Linked DNA regions of Columba livia: region 1 is linked to region 2. Evidence: chromatin contacts called from public Hi-C data. All regions are on one chromosome and are shown on one strand. The core of a region is the stretch at or near the end of the contact, and the rest is flanking DNA. Distances in the headings are between cores, read along the strand shown.

Region 1 (5,124 bases), core at 1,304-3,803, 99 kb before region 2:
TCACAGCGCTTCTCTCAGCATTTCCCACCATTCTTTCCTGCCCTGCGCCTCTGCTGCTTCTGCCTCTTTTCCCTTCTGCTTTCCCTGCTTTCTCTCCTGCTTTTGTCTGCTGCTCCCCACTGCGCCTCTGTTACTCCTTTTGTGGTGTCCCTGGGGCCGGTGCGTGCCCCGCTCCTCCTTCAGCCTCCCCTGCTCCTCCTGGCCGAGCATCCATCCCATCCAACCCTTCTCTCCTCGATCCGCTCTGCCGTGCACAGCTGCTGCCCTTCTCCCCACCTCCACCACTCCCGCTGCTGCTGCTGCTGTTGCTGCTGCTCCAAAAACAGTTTTGACCAGCTCCACTTCCAAACAATGAGGCTTTGACCTCTTTCCCCTGGGAGAAGATTTCACAGCCAAACACGTCTCACTGGCAGGAGCTTTTCCTGATATTCAGCCTGTTTCCTTCTCCCATTGCTCCTACTTAAATCTCTTTATATTGAACTAACAGCTCATGCCCCAGGCTAGGTGTTTTACCCCTCCTTTCTGCCTGGTGCAAAGAAGGGCTGGATACATTTAGGGAGGCCAAAATGAACATGGACACTCTCATAATATGCAGCATTGTGCATCCAAGTAAGCAAGCTCCTGTTGTACCCAGAAGGAGCAGAACAAACACACTTAACATAATGAAAAATAGGCCACATGCCTTACAAAAATTCACCAAAGGCCAAATCTTGATCAGTTTTTATCCATCTGAAGGAAAGATACTCATACAAACAGCTGTGTCAACAGTCTGTAAGCCAGAGGCTGAGTGAATCTGAGCTCCTGGAGGGGGGGCAACAATCTGAAATAGGTGAATAAGGCCCAAACTGAATAAGTTTGGATGCAGCGGGAGAGGTTTTAACCCAGGAGGTAGAGGAGAAAAACATTAAGCTCACAGAGCGTGCAAAAGGAGGAGAGACTGAGATTAAGTAGCCCCCCCAAAAGAGGGAAGAAATACAACAGACCATTTGAAAGGGAGGGGGCACGAGGGGGTTCAAGCAGCTGGACATGGGCCAAGGTGCATTAGGTGACCTGTGGTGGGGTGACATGGGGTGAATGGGGCCAGAGGCAAGAGCACCCCACACACAGTCAGGTCAACAACCTGTGGAAGCAACTGAAGTCAATTGTGAAGCGACTTATATTTTAGGGGCAAAGACTGTCTTTTGACTAAATAGCAGAAAATTGTTCAGCAGAAGAGGGGATTAAAACTGATACTAAACATTCATTTTGAATTTACAGTTCTTGAGGCAGTCAGCTGATGTCTGTGTGTGTGCCTTGTTGGCTGGGGTGTGGGTCATCTACACACATAATCACCTAGACTTTGCCTTGCCAGCCTCAGCATGGATGCCAAGGATATAGACTGCTGTCTTACCAGGTAGTATGAGCCAACTTGCCTGCTGAATAAAGGTGATTTTCTGTTCCTTCCTATCCTGTCTCACAGCTGCATCTATCTGCCACTTACGTGGCTCTGGCACTTGTTTGCAACTTCCATCAGCTGATCCAGCTCACTAAACCACCACAAACATATCAATTTACTTTTTGTGACCAATTTTCTGCTGACTTAGTGGATTCATTCATAGAAAGGATCCAGAGAGCATCAGTTTTAAGGCAGGGAGCAGGACTGTACAGTTGGGCACAGGACAGCAGAGATGAAGGGAAGACAGAGCACGATTTCTCCTCCTCAGAGGCAAGACTTTCCTAGCTCAGTGTACAAGGCACTACACCCTGAGAAAGCCTCTTCTTCCTTTTCTCCAGTGTTTTAAAATGTGCTAACCTATATGTACCCATTAGCACATTGTAAGGGCTGCTCGTTTTCCTAGTCTAGACAGGCCCTTCAAGCAGACATGCAGATCTGCCTTCAGGCATTTTGTCAGGGCAGTCCTCAAAAGTACCTTTCAGAGGCTCAAATGAAAACTTCAGATGGCAATTTTGAATCTTAGTGATTACAATAGCTTATTTTGGCCAGTCCAAAAGCTAAATTATTAATACCAGCTGAATTAATAGTAGTGAAAAACACTCGTTAGAAATTATAATGGTACTGAACACCATAACAGATCCCCTATAGTGTAAATCAACTTGGTCCCATTTATTTAATGAAGCTACAGCTACTTACAGCAGCCAAGGATCTACCCTAACATTTTCTTTCTTTTTCATGTACCTAACAGAACATCGCAACCTTCTTGCTCAATTTTTCTGCCATTCTTATAATTTTTCCCTTAGAGAGCTTCTTTAGACATAGCAAAGACTGCTTGGTAATTTTTATGTCTAGCCTCCTATTTCCCTTGCTACTCCCCCATGTAGTAATTTGTGTGGGGAAAAGGTAAATCAGAGCCACATGTTCCCTTTACAAGTCTGAGATAAAGAGCAGCAGCAATATTGTTTGCTGTGAATTCACTGGGATTAGTCAAAATGCTGTTAACTATGGAGAAGATCACAGTATCAGTGTGCTTCCTCTGTTTTGCCTGTTGCCTTGTTGGGGTGAGCTTAGTTTCTTCTGTCAGGACAGGAGGCAGCCAAAGGTGCCGTAACACAACCCGGTGTTCTTCCCATGACAAGCTGGCACAATTAGATGTGCCGTACTCAGCCAACCAAACATGCTGTCCCTAATGGAGTGTAGGCACTAGCTGAAGGTATGAGGAACATAGAGACATTTAAAAATTCTTAGTTACTGCCATAATGAAAAGAGCTAGTCAAAATCTGGTTTTGGTTCATTCATGGAAAAATAGAAAAGGGGGGTAATGAAGAGGTTCTTTTCCAAGGAAACTATACTATTCATATAAATCTGAAAACACAATATTTTTATCTTGAAATGCCACCATTGTAGTGTGTGCGTGTTTTTAATCTGTCTGGTTTATCTCCTGCACTGGAGAGGGAAATGCGTATCACTTGCATCACTGGTTACATCCCACCATGGGAGATACAGTTCAATCAGTTTCTGCAGCTCTAGAACAAAGATTAGCATTATTATGGGATCAAAGAAAAACCTCTTTCATTAATATCATGCCAAGTGACTCACAGTTCACCAAATAACGGCAGTTCGAACCGTGATCTATTCTAACGAAGTCAAGAGCATCACTGTGGAATTATACGTACGTGACTACAGACTAAAACTCTTGGTCTTATTCTGGCTCTCACACCTGTTCCCAGTTAGACCAATTAGCGTTTCCCTCAACACTGACCATTAATCCAACTATCACCAGCTGAAGAGTGCAAAGCTGACTGTTTGAACAGGTATTTAATTCTTTCCACCAGATATTTTTAGGAACTATTTGTTTAAATCCCACTTTTCCTCGGTTTTGCGTCTCTGGCGTTACATATACAAAAAACCCTACGTGTCCTCCACACACATCTACACTGAAAATAAGTTAAATCCGCAGATCATTTTAGCACTTCAGATAACACTCTTGCATTAGAGCTGCTGGCCAGTGCTTGTTTGTAACACATTTGCTTAAAATCAGTGTTTTCCAGAGTGTTTGAAGAACCAGTTATCAATAACTTTTAATGAACACTTGCTCAACGTGCACTCAGCAGTTTGGGACTACTCAGTTGTACCACCTGTAGCCATATGGCTTCAAAGATGACTCTTTTCTTATGCATGCGTGTTTGAGGGACTTAGATATTGCTGACACCCATACCAGAACATTTTTTTCCCAAATCAATGCTGTGTTTCAGCTCAGGCTGAAAGACTCAGGGGGTGTTTTCTCCCATTTTTGGACTTTGAGATGTGCAGAGCTTTCCTGAAGCCACCAATACTGGTTCTCAGTGAATGGTACCTGGATGTCTTCACTTTAAAGACAAAAGAAGCTCTTACAGTCATACAGTGAGACCTTCTAATAGTTCTCTAGGACATGTCCATTACCTGGTTCAAATTTTGCTCAGAGCCACTGTGCTTTGCTGTAGGCCTTGTTTGACAGGAGATACTGCACCTGAGGTACAAAATAAAGCTCATAAATGTAACCAAGCCCCTTTCAGCAGAAAACTGACCATGACTGCAGTGCAAAATCCCAGCCAATATTTCCACCAGCTTGCTGATGGAAACAAAGATAGGGACACATCAGCTTAAGGCATGATGAACTTGGCTGTGAACCAAAGGGCACCAGCACCAGTTGCACGGTGTTCACCTGATAAACAGTCACCCAGCATAGCCCAACATCAATAGGAGGTGGCTGCTTCTGTTCCTCCCAGGGCCAAAGAGGCTCAGGTTACTCGGGCTTGCTGTGGCCAGGAGCCTCTGCACTGGAAGTTTCACAGCGTTTGATGATTTAATGTGTCTGTACCCTAAGGACAGGACTGGGTATTCCTGGTTTTCAGTCACAACCTCTGATCCTTTTAAAACTCACTTAGCTCTCTTCTTTACTCATTTCCTTTCCACCTTGCTTGCTTAATCCAGGCTTTGGTCAGGTGAGATGGCTCTGGGAAGCTTTCCCACTGTGGAGATAGCTACTCCGTTAGCTCTGTTACTGTACATTTGTTTAATTAATTGCTCATTTTGTTCCTGAGCTGTTGTGCTGGCCCAGTGCACTTACGGTATGCATGAGTGCCTAAAAGGTGACGAGGCTCCTAGGGATGACTCTGTCCCTTTCATTTATTTATAGAAGTTGAGCACATGATCCCTTATTAATTGCAGGCACCGTTGGCTCAGCCTGACTGGAGATAGAGTGGCACCAGCTCCAGCCCCTCTCGGCTGGCACCGACAGCAAGCGAGGCAGCAAGGGCCATGCTGCAGAAAGCAGGACTGATCAGCCTGGATTGGGAAAGCAATTAAACTTTATGTGGCATTTGAACTGTGGACCTGAAGGTGCACAAAATAGCCTTTGGCCACTATAAGATCTTTTTTTTAAGTGCTGCGACTACTTAACAGAGGTAATTTTAAGAACATAAATCAAGGGTTCTGCTGTTCCTCAGGAGGCAAACATTTATCACGGCAGACCTTAAAACGAATCTGAAGCATAGAAATTATGATAATTTACGTAGCATGTGACTTATTGTCAACAGGCCATGTAGCAGAATCTTCAGTACCAGCAGGTGAGACAAGCAGCCTCATCAGTATATGGGCTTATATTTAAGCACTGAACTGTGATGAAAGCTGATAAATGTTTCTTCTGG
Region 2 (5,629 bases), core at 2,357-4,856:
TATGTACGTGAGGTGTGCACCTCTGGTGTGACACTGCTCGTGACAGACTTGTAACGGGGGGAGGCTGTAACTGGGGTTTTGCTGTAACACTGTCTCTTTTTCCTGTGCATAGCTGTATTTTGACATGGTATGCTTGAACTTACAGATCAAAGAGAATTACCAGAATGATCCACTTGTGAATTGTGGGCCATTATCTGTTATTAACTCATCTGGAGCACTGTGGTGAGCAAGCTGTAATTTACAGAATGTTATTACATTTCTGCTCGCTGTGGTGTGCAGCAGCTGAATGTGTGTGTCTGATAGTCCCTAACGAGAAGTAAGGTTTTCTAGCTAATTCAAAGAGATCTTTGCCAACCTCTACTAAGGTTGAATAAGAATTTAATTTACTTGTAATAATTTTGTTTTGCTGCTTCCTCCCCTCCCACCACATTTAGGAAAGCAGAACGTTTCAACTTCTCCCTTTCTCTTCAGTACACGCTTGCTTCCAGGAAAACTTGGAAGCACAGCAACAACCTCCTCCAGTCCTCTGCCAGATTTCCTTCAGGATTTAATGATTCAGGTGGCTTCATTTGCTAAATTTTTGCCAAAAAAAAGTAGTTCTCTACTGACACCATATAATAAGGTTGAGCAAACAGGAGGGCTGGTAGGAGACTTATTTTTATTGCCTGGCTCTAGTCACATGACAGATCAGGTTACAAAATACTAATACCCCTGCCAGCTCTCATGATCCACCAATTCCTCTTACTACTGTTTTAATCCAACCTGTCTTCCCCCCCCCCGCTTTTTTTTTCTTTCCTGAGGGCAGGGTGTCAGGGGGAAGGCATTAGACTGGGGCAGGAGATAGAGTGAAAAGCAAGTATATCATGATTGGGAGTATCCCTTTAGCTCCTTCAGTGTTTGTTCAGCACTTTTTCACCAGCTGAATAGCTTATTCCCTCTGAGTGTTGGCAGCCTTTGGCAAAAGTAAAGCAATGTCAGCATTCCCCTGTTCCATCTATTTTTTGGAAAAGAATCGTTAAAAAGATTCCATTTTCACCTTGTTTGCAAGTTGCAATAAAGGCTTCTCCCCCAATTAAATTGTGATGCTTTGGCTTGAAAAACAACTTCAAGATCAGGAAGATAAGCTAACACACACGCACACAAACCAAAACCAAAACGCAACCAAAACCAACAAAAATCACACACACATGCACACACAAATCTTCTTTCTTTCTTATGGAAAGAAATTCAGCTCATTCTGTGGAGCCACTTCTTTCATTAGCAGTGAGACAAATATATTTTCAGAAAAATTGCTGATAAAACAATAGATTTTAAAAATGTAAACTTTATGCAACTATCTGGAGTTCTTCTTAAAGGTTTCCCCTTTGTCCCTTTTTCCAGCAGGCAGCACTACCAGAAGCTTTGGTGTTACTCAGCAACAGAAGTAGCTACTAATGCTGGGTTGAGATTTTTGTGCGAATGGGGCAAAAGAACTCCATGGTGCTCATCCCACAGGCACTGATGCTTTTTGTTGCATAAAAAGTACAGAAAACAACTACATATCTTTCTTTACCTTTATGAAAGAAGAGCTGCAGCACAAGGAAGAGATCAGTCCAAGGCAACACAAGACTCTTCTGGTGAATTCAAGGGCCAGAATTCAGGTGAGAGTTGCAGTGCCCGTGTTTCGGCAACAAGACCACCCATCTTCTCTGGCAAGCATGAGTGGAAATGCATTTTTTCTGCCTTCCAGTGTCCGTAACCACAGTAGTTTCAAGGGGGAGTATGTTGCAATTGTTTTAGTTTTTCCATTTCTGCTCTTCTTTCACTAGTTGCCTATAAAATCTGCAACATTATTGCATTGTCCTCATGCAAAGCTCTTTTGAAAATACAACCCTACTCTAGATTTCTGACAAAACAACCTCTAGTAATTAGGAGTTTGTTCTGACTGCTCCTGCAACCAGGCAAAGGCTCCTTGCATCCACCTGTCCTCACTTGTTGTGCACACTGACTGGAAGCCTTTAGGGGCAGGGACCATCCCTTTCTGCAACTGTACAAGGCTTTGGCCTGTCAGTACTTCCGACCACAGCACTGATGGTATCCCCTTAGAGTGCCAGTTTTCAGAAGACTTATATAACATATATTCCTCACTTCAGTTTTTGCATGATTTTTAGTGCTATGAGAAACACCAAAATTTACTTTTGTGAAGTCTTTCCTCCTCAACTGCAGAGAGTAAACATCAGGAGGACAATACAGTGAGGGAAAGGCAGTGTTGGATCTCTACACTTCCTTTGACTCCAACATAATGAATTTAATTTAATAAACCGATAGATTTTGATAAACCATGGCCGTGTTGTGATGACCTGCTTCTTGGGGATTTGTTTCCTTGTTCTTTAGGCAGTTTCACTTCTGTCTGTGCAATCACAGCACCCTCTACTGCCTCTGGACGAACCTGCAAAAGGAGAGCAAATGATTGTAAACGCTAAATAGGACTTTTGGAGTGACTAGACGTTTTCATTACAAAGCGTTGTTTTGTATATGAAACAACACCCCCACCATGAGAATGATAATATGATAACACAGGAAGGTATTTCAGTTCTGTGTAGAATGCTGTCCTGAGCTCCTATATTAACAGTTGAAATTCCCCAGGGCCTAAGGCACCTATCAGTGCAGTTTTTCCCTTTTACCTGTATGGCATTATCTGCCACTTTTGTTAGGTCCGTAGAGGAAATAAGAAATATTTTCTAGTGAGAAACATGGAAAGGCACTAGATTAAATGCTATTTCTATGTGTTCCCAGATCAATAAACCTGGGCCTGACAGAAAACTCCCCCTTTCCAGGACCTGCCCCTCAGCAGCTCCAAGTACTCTGGGTGTGAAGTCCCTGCCTGCCCCCCCAGATGCTGGTTTGTTGTACCAATCTAGGTGTTTTCTTCAGTTTGAAATCACACCCTCTATGCTCCGAGCCTTCAGCCAGTCACACTTGTCATGACTCTTTGCAAGGGCCATTTTGGCCCTCCACTGGCAACAGTGGCCAGCAGCAGCGGTTTTCAGGCATGTGGGTTTGCGAGCTGCCCCTGGTGCCTGGGGACACTGAGGCACAGGGGGCCTGAACACCCAGTCCACGGTACGGTGAGCCAAGAGCTGGCTTGCAACCTCCCACGCTTGTGAGGAGCGCGGCGCCCAGGCCCGTGTCCCGCTCCCCAGCAGCCCGAGCCCCAACACCAGCGCCCGCGGCCGGTCCCTCAGCCCGAGTCCCGGCCCGCGGACCCGTGGGCCCGCAGGGATGCGGCCGCCCCGGGCCTGGCGCGGTGCCGCTGCTGCCGGCCGCGTGCGCGCCCGTTGTTTGCTCGGGTAAGCCCCGCGCTGCGGCCGTTACCGGACAGCAGGGTGCGCAGCGGGGTGGAGCACGTAACGGCGGTAGCGGGAGGGCTGGCCTTTCCCGCCGGCCTGATCCGTGTCTCGGGTCACGGACAGGCTGCGGCCGCCCGCACAGCGCCGCTGGGGCCCCGGGGCGCAGTCCCGCGGCGGGGCGGGGCGGGGCGGGGCGGGGCGGGGCGGAGCCGGCGGGGCGGGGCGGAGCCGGCCTGGCGGGGCTGACGTGGCGTTCCCCCCGCGCCGCTCCCCGCCCCTCCGCGCGCGGCGCTCTCCGTCGCCTCCGTTCCGCCAAGCGGCACGAGCGGCTTAGGGGCGTGGTCGCCTGCGCGGTTCCGCCTCGCGTTGCGGTGCGCGTGCGCCCGCGGGTGCGTGCGCGCGGCGTTTCCGGCCCGGCGGAGCAGGATGGTGCTGCTGGAGAGCGAGCAGGTCGGGCAGCCCGGCCCATCCCCGTCCCCATCCACGGGGAGCCGGCGGGTCACTGGCCGCCTGGGGTGTGCCCGGTGCCGGCTGCTGGGCGGGGGTAGGCCCCGCAAGGCTCCGGGGTGCGCCGGGCCCGTCCCCTCGCCGCATCCCGGCGGTGGGGGAGGGGAGCGAGCATCGCTGTACCCAGCGGTGCGGGCGAGGCGGGGAGCGCAGAAGCGCCGGGGCCGTGGCAGGTCCGGGGGGCTCAGACCTCATTTTGCGGCTGGGCCGCCCTCGACTGGGACCTCGTGTCCTCCGGCCTCTGCGTGGGGAGACCCGGGAGTTTCCTGCCCTTGGTGCCTGTTCCCGCAGCAGCGGGACGGCCCGGCCTGTGGTGGCGACGGGGCGGGGGCTGCTCGGGTGCACCGGGAGAGGACGGGAACGCCTGAGCGGGGCTCTCAACCAGTGATGGCCACTGTTTCTCTTGCAGTTCCTGACAGAGCTCACCCGACTCTTCCAGAAGTGCAGAACTTCGGGGAGCGTCTTCATAACGCTGAAGAAATGTAAGTTTTAAGCCTGTTATTGGATTAAAGAGGTGCTCATCTAAATCAAACTTAGTGTTGTTAGCATGGATTTTTTAATAGACAGCTGCAATTAAGAGCATCTGCAAACGAGTAGGCATGTAGACAAATCAATCATCATAGCTGCAGTACTAAAAACCTTGAATAAGACTGTGTTTCAAACTGCAGGAAATGTTGGGACTTTCTTAAGCAGTAATTGGAAATCCTTGGATTTCTGTAAAAGGAGAACTACGGTGTTGTTTTTACATGTTTATGTTTCTCTGGTTTCTGGCTAGGTGGCACCACTTGAGAAGTCAAGTGTCCTAGGCTGCAGTTTGTGCATGTAAGACATCCTGCTGCTGAAGCGGGCAGTTCATACAGCATGTCAGAGAAAGGATTTACATTTTTTTTCTTCTGGCAGATGTAGTTCATAGAACAGATATTTCTGGGGCTACAAAGGAAGGGGTCTGTCAACGGTTTGGCAGCAATATCAGTTCAGATGGCCTTAAATTGCAAGGTGTTTTACAGATCTCCTCGTGAGCAATTTTTAACATCTTAGGAAGCATCCAGTGATTTTAGTGAAATATGAATAAACCTTTTGTGTCTTTCAATACAGATGATGGCCGAACAAAACCAGTCCCACGCAAAGGCCATGTAGAAGGTTTTGAGCCAGCAGACAATAAGTGTCTTCTAAGAGCAACTGATGGAAAGAAGAAAATTAGCACAGTGGTAAGTGACAGCTTTGGGTTAGAAAGATGAGTGGCCCTACTTGCCTTTTGTTTAATGTCCCATATTTCAAGTGAAATTTCTCTTTACATGAATTTCATGAGAACTACCCTCTTAATTCCAGATAAGCCATATGGTAGGTAAACGCACAGCTAGATACTGAGGTCTTAATGCTTGCACTCAGCACTACAGATGGGACAGTAGTTTATAATTTTACTCTGTGTGCTGGATTTTTCTTCAGAATGGTATTGCAGGAAAGCAGAAGGGGACTTTGCCTGTTTTCAGCAACCCTGGCTATTGTGAGTCTGTTGATGAGAATATTTGGAGGAAAGGGGAAAATTGTTTATAGAGACATGCGCAGAAGGACACAGGGCAGATACAGAACCTGCAGTAGGAGGACAAATGCTGTGGCTCCAAGAACAGTCCTGCACACCTACACTCAAGCATCAGGTGACGTAGAGGTAGTTTCTTGTAGACCTCAATGGATTTACTGAAGGTTTGTAGAAACCAGGGAAGAACTGAGTGTTCCCAGACTGGGGAACAGCAGGGGAAGGATCTGTGTTTCCTGGCAAGAACTTGTGGGCATGG

What was found. Hi-C and Micro-C count contacts between places; a contact is called where the count stands out from the background.
Region 1: a contact with region 2 is called in a Hi-C map of liver, with 6 times the contacts expected there. The contact joins the enhancer-like site here to the promoter of SRP14 in region 2. A contact is called at or near these places in 2 of 2 Hi-C or Micro-C datasets (crop and liver).

What each region holds. Positions count from the first base shown.
Region 1 is chr5:35,711,855-35,716,978 of bColLiv1.pat.W.v2, reverse strand. No RefSeq gene overlaps it. Among named protein-coding and RNA genes, the nearest start is that of BMF, 20 kb to the right of the region's middle. Within about 2 kb of position 2,553, at least 3 of the 3 cell types and tissues checked have an H3K27ac peak away from gene starts, as active enhancers do.
Region 2 is chr5:35,613,693-35,619,321 of bColLiv1.pat.W.v2, reverse strand. It overlaps SRP14 (signal recognition particle 14), which reads left to right and starts at 3,606. Exons shown (of 5, transcript XM_065064284.1): 1 at 3,606-3,779; 2 at 4,246-4,318; 3 at 4,932-5,044. The coding sequence starts at 3,756. It overlaps LOC110358637 (a long non-coding RNA gene), which reads right to left and starts at 3,536. Exons shown (of 3, transcript XR_010472953.1): 1 at 3,355-3,536; 2 at 1,553-2,428.